Linked DNA regions of Macaca mulatta: region 1 is linked to region 2. A link is a contact called in public Hi-C data. All regions are on one chromosome and are shown on one strand. Each heading gives the region's core, a stretch centred on a gene start, on an enhancer-like site or on the middle of the called end of the contact. The rest is flanking DNA. Distances are from core to core; before and after follow the strand shown. Region 1 holds the start of KIFBP (kinesin family binding protein). Region 2 holds the start of SRGN (serglycin).

Region 1 (3,046 bases), core at 401-2,900, 94 kb after region 2:
ATCTCCTAACCTCGTGATCCGCCCGTCTCGGCCTCCCAAAGTGCTGGGATTACAGGCTTGAGCCACCGCGCCCGGCCTGCTTTTTTTTTTTTAGAGACAGAGTCTCACTTTGTTGCCCAGGCTGGTCTTGAACTCCTGACCTCATGCCATCCTCCCACTTCGGCCTCCCAAAATGCTGGGATTACAGATGGGAACCACTGTGCCCTGCCCAGATTTATTTAATAAATCAAGTACCATATAAATGGTATATACAAAAAGTATTATAAGAATTCAAAGGTAGGAAGGAGAGATCAGTTTGGCTCAAAATGGTCCCAAGAAAGTTATTAATACTAAAGGAAGTGATTCTTGAGATAGGTTTTCAAGAATGGGAAAGAATTCCCTAAGATGCAAACAAATGAATTTGGTAAGAAAGGAAACTGAAGATTTTGGACACATTATTTTGAATTAAGAATGTATTACGAGCCAGGCACAGCGGCTCAGGCCTGTAATCCCAGCACTTTGGGAAGCCGAGCCAGAAGGATCACTTGAGTCCAGGAGTTCAAGACCAGCCTGGGCAATATAGTGAGACCCCCATCTCTACAGAAAATTTTAAAAATTACCAAGAATGGTGGCATGTGCCTGTGGTCCCAGCTACTATGAAGGCTGAGGCAGGAGGACTGCTTGAGCCCAAGAGGTGGAAGCTGCAGTGCGCTATGATGGTGCCACTTAACTCCAACCTGGGCGACACAGTAAGAACCCTATCTCCAAGAAAAAGACAAAAACAAAACCAAAAAAGAATGTACTCCGGTCATTATCATTTCCTTGAGACGTTAAGATTTAAATTACTTTGGATTTTCTTAACAGAATGAACAGGAGTTGGACTGGTGGAGAGGAAAGCGCATGACGATGTAGGAGGGTCTCGGACACCAATGCATCGCCACGACTAAGTGAAGCAGCAGCAAGCGATGCTGGAGTGGGCGACGAGGGTGGACAGGGAGTCTGGGGACGACTGTGGGAGATCTAGTTACAAGGCAATACGTCCTTAAGACTGGCTTTTTTGAAGACCACAGACGCTCTCTGGGACTCAGTCCAGAGCTTCAAAAACGTGGGGACGAATTGCGCCTTAGAACTTCTGCCCTTGGCCTTGGCAGGGGCTCCTCCCCATCCCTCGCCATTCGTCGACAGGGGCCGGCCTGCCGGGCTCGCTCTCACCTGCGCCTGGATGTAGAGGGAGATGCAGTCGTGCGAGAGTCGGTACCGGCGCAGCAGCCGCAGGCATTTCACCAGGTGCTCCTCCCCCGCCGACAGCTCCTCCGTGTCGATGTGGTTCACCCCGAGGTGGAACTCAATGACCGCCAGCCTCACCGCCCGCTGGGCCACGGGCCCCTCGGGCTCCACCACCTCAGCCGGCAGCCCCAGGGCGTGGTCACCAGCACCCGGGCCGTCCTCGGCCTCAGGCCGCTCATCCTCGTCCTCAGGCGCGGGGCCGAGCAGCGCCTTGACCTCTTCCAGCAGGGCCCGGGCGCTGTATTTGGACTTGTACGGTTCCTTCTCCGGATTTTTTTGCAGTTCCACCCGCGACAGGGTCAGCGCCGCCTGGAATTTCTCGCAGACCTCTGCCCACGGAACGTTCGCCATAGCGGCCTCTACTGCCTGGCTTTCCTCAATGTTTGCAGTCGGGACTCCCGCCTTCCTTCTGCTTTGCGACACTTTACTTACGGCTCTCGGCACGTTGCGGCCGCTATGGAACGAGAACCAATAAAACCCGTCCGGAGAACCGCAATACGCTCGGCAGTGGCCAATGGGAAGACGTAGCAATCACCACAACAACCATTCTCATGGAAATAAAGTTGTCAATGAGGGTGTTCCCGCCTCCTTCCCCGCCCCCTGCAGCGGAGAGTTTATCTCTAGATTGACCCTGTGAGGATGGATTTATATAAATGTTTAATATGAGCTTACTTTAACGAAGCATGCCGAAATATTTTTTACAAACATAGCTAGCTAACTCTACTCGCGTTGATATGAACTGAAAGGCAAAAACCTTTAGACATTAAGTGTATATACCCCAGCCTGTCACTGGATAAAACTTTCTTTTTTAAAAAAGGACAGGCGTGGCGGCTCACATCTGTAATCCCAACATTTTGCAATGCCAGTAACATTTTGGGATGCCTACTGGAGTGGGCAACATAGCAAGACCCATCTCTACAATAATTTTTTAAAAAAATTAGCCGGGTGTGGTGGCGCGCGGCTGTAGTTCCAGCTACCACGGAGCGTGAGGTGGAAGGATCGCTTGAGTCCAAGAGGTGGAAGTTACAGTGAGCGAGACTGCCTCAGAAAAAAAGAAAACACGAGTATTAGAACAAATACCTGGCCGGGCGCGGTGGCTCAAGCCTGTAATCCCAGCACTTTGGGAGGCCGAGACGGGCGGATCACGAGGTTAGGAGATCGAGACCATCCTGGCTAACACGGTGAAACCCCGTCTCTACTAAAAAATACAAAAAACTAGCCGGGCGAGGTGGCGGGCGCCTGTAGTCCCAGCTACTTGGGAGGCTGAGGCAGGAGAATGGCGGGAACCCGGGAGGCGGAGCTTGCAGTGAGCTGAGATCCGGCCACTGCACTCCAGCCTGGGCAACAGAGCGAGACTCCGTCTCAAAAAAAAAAAAAAAAAAATACAACAAATACCTAATGCATGCGGGCGTAAAACCTAGATGACAGGTTGATAGGTGCAGCAAACCACCATGGCACATGTATACCTATGTAACAAACCTGCACGTTCTGCACATATATCCCAGAATTTAAAGTAAACTAAAAGAAAAAAAAAGATTGAAATGTAGCCGAGAGCTGATTATTATCAACATATAATATCTTGATCGAGAGCCATAAATACACAAAACACTCAGTGATAGTCAAATACTTTCACTTCAACCCTGAAATACAGGTTGTAGGAATCTGTACAACTGCCCAAGGTAACAAGAGCTAAGTCCCACAGCTGTGAAAGCCACCTCATGCCTTTTACCTTCCTAAGTTATCAAGTCAAATGGGGAGGGGTGAGATAAGATTTTAACTA
Region 2 (2,700 bases), core at 135-2,634:
ATAAAGACTTACGTATCTCTGGTTAGGGTATGCTCAGCACCATCTAGCCACTCAAGACTGTACTAAAGTATGGAACTCATTACTCTCGATCTTGTCAGACCACATGGTTATTTGGGAATTACTTCATCAAGCTGAAGATATTCCCCAAAATATCCCAGGGAAGCCTGTTCCCTAAAACTGACAACGTTTTATATTTTTAAAATACATAGATTAATAAAGTTCCAGAAACATTACTTCCTCTTTTTTCAGTATTAGCATAACTAGAAGAAAATTATTTTATAAATTTCTAACATAAAATGAATGTCTCTGCGATCATCTGTAAGATTTCATCTCCACCGGAAGCAAGATCATGACAACCAAAAGTCGCTTTGACGAAACAAATCTAGAAAATGTGTGTCATTGTGACTCAACATTTCCCTTACCATTTGGCCTAACCTAATGTTTTTCGACTATAAGCTCAGCCATCTCTCTATCGAGCCATGATCTCTGTCTTATTTAGACATGATTCCTTATTTACCAAAGAAGAACAAATGGTATTTTTCTTACAAGCCTATCATTTTCATTGTCTCAGTCATTAGAGGTTTTAAGTTGTTTCAGAGTCTGACTAAACAACACTAAATGATAGATAAACGTAGGAAGATATTTCTGAATATGATGTTTCTCTGAGCAACAGTATAAATACCAAATTATTTGGCCTTCTCTCTAAAATCTGAGAGGGTTTACATTAACTATGTCTAACCATAATTGAGTTTTCAGTAAGAACCAAATTTATCTTAAAAAAAAAAAAAGAAGAAGAAAAAATACACACAGTCAGATTCACCCCAATTGGAATATAACATCTCCCAGTATTAAAATAACGATGACACCGTCACAGCGCACTAGAACTTGGGGCTGATGTAGACACTGAGGGGTAGGCAGAAACCCCCAAACACTCAAAGGTGCCATCTCCTCCATGCAACACACACAGGAGTCATTTTCTGGATTCCTTGAGCTTTTTAAAATGTATAAACCTCACATTTTCATCCCAAAATAGCACATTTCAATCATTGTAAGAGTTTACAAGAATGCACAGGCCGCCGAGTTTAATTTTTCTTGGTACCAAACTTAACTGAACTTATATTAAAGGGTTCGGCGACCCCAAATCCTTCTTCTTTGCCTCCTTTCCCATAATATTTATTATACATTCTATGCCTTAAAATGAATCTAATGACTTGTATGGACTATGGGGCTTACAGAGAAGATGGCTGGGGAACAAGACTCCTGAGTCTTACCTTGAACTGAGGATTCCAGAACCAGGATGAGGGCAAGAGCCAGGACGAGCCGACTGCATTTGAGTAGCTTCTGCATCATGACCAACTCACTCCAGCTCTCCCGGCTGCACGCCAACTTCTTGATTAGGAAATGTAGCAGGGTGCTCTCTGTCCCTTTTAGAAAAGGTTCCAAAACCTCAAACCCTGCCCAGAACACACGTCACAATTTCCTGAACAAATAGAAAGAGATCCACATCAAAACCCAGAAAGAAAGTTGGGCGGGGGGGGGAAACACAGTAAAATAACTATTCATACCCATTATGAAACTGTACTGGACTCCCCCCAGGCCTGCTTTTTCAAAAGTTTTGTTGTTTGCCACTTGCCTGCCAGAAATTTTTTTTCCCTACTGAAACAGTAGAATCAGCATTTGGGACAGTTTGTTTTTCCTTTCCTTAGGTATTTTTAGTAGAGACAGGGTTTCACCTCAGGTAACAATCTAAACACGAGATTGCTAATATTGAGAATCTGCTGCATTTTTGATGAGATAAGGGAGCTAGGTGCTGCCTTTTCATCACCGAGCACTTTCAACATAAAACATTATCTTCATTTTATTTTTCACCGGGGAGTAGCATATCTCACTGAGCCAAGCTCATGAAGTGAAACTTCAAAGCTGAGCTCTAACCTTCAAGAATGAGTTGTCGGATTTCAGATGAAGTTTCTTCTTAAACTCAGTTTCTTGCATTGGATCATCGGCTCTCTATCTCAAGAACGTACGATTTTCAGTTACAAAGACCATGGTAAAACAGAAAAATTCTTTTGCATTCCTCTCTCCTTCACACTGAGCATTTCTTATGATTGGATTCCATTTCTACTTTTATCTGTTCTCCTAGTCAAAACTTTCAACTTGAGTTTTGGGTCCTCTGGGCTTGAATAAGCCAGAAATCAGGAACGAGGGAGAGATTGTACTCACAGCGAGCTGCTGGACCTCAGCAAACAACACAAACCTCTGCCTCATGTAGATAAAGGAACAGCATTTTCCCTGGGCATCATGCAGATTTCTGGAGGACTAAGGCTCTATATTAAAGTTATACAATAAAGGTCAGGTGCTGTGGTCCACGCCTGTAATCCCAGCACTTTGGGAGGCCGAGGCAGGTGGATCACGAGGTCAGGAGATCAAGACCATCCTGGCTAACACGGTGAAACCCTGTCTCTACTAAAAATACAAAAAATTAGCCAGGCGTGGTGGCGGGCGCCTGTAGTCCCAGCTACTCGGGAGGCAGGGGTAGGAGAATTACTTGAACCTGGGAGGCAGAGGTTGCAGTGAGTTGAGATCGTGCCATTGCACTCCAGCCTGGGTGACAGAAAGAGATTCCATTTCAAAAAAATAAAAATAATATAATAAAATAAAGTTATACAATAAATACAAGCCTATCATACATCCTTGCCCTTG

The links. Hi-C and Micro-C count contacts between places; a contact is called where the count stands out from the background.
Region 1: a contact with region 2 is called in a Hi-C map of blood, with 2.6 times the contacts expected there. The contact joins the promoter of KIFBP here to the promoter of SRGN in region 2. A contact is called at or near these places in 3 of 14 Hi-C or Micro-C datasets (blood and fibroblasts).

What each region holds. Positions count from the first base shown.
Region 1 is chr9:80,649,567-80,652,612 of T2T-MMU8v2.0, forward strand. It overlaps KIFBP (kinesin family binding protein), which reads right to left and starts at 1,651. Exons shown (of 8, transcript XM_077946678.1): 1 at 1,192-1,651. The coding sequence starts at 1,617.
Region 2 is chr9:80,555,436-80,558,135 of T2T-MMU8v2.0, forward strand. It overlaps SRGN (serglycin), which reads right to left and starts at 1,385. Exons shown (of 3, transcript NM_001261094.2): 1 at 1,272-1,385. The coding sequence starts at 1,350.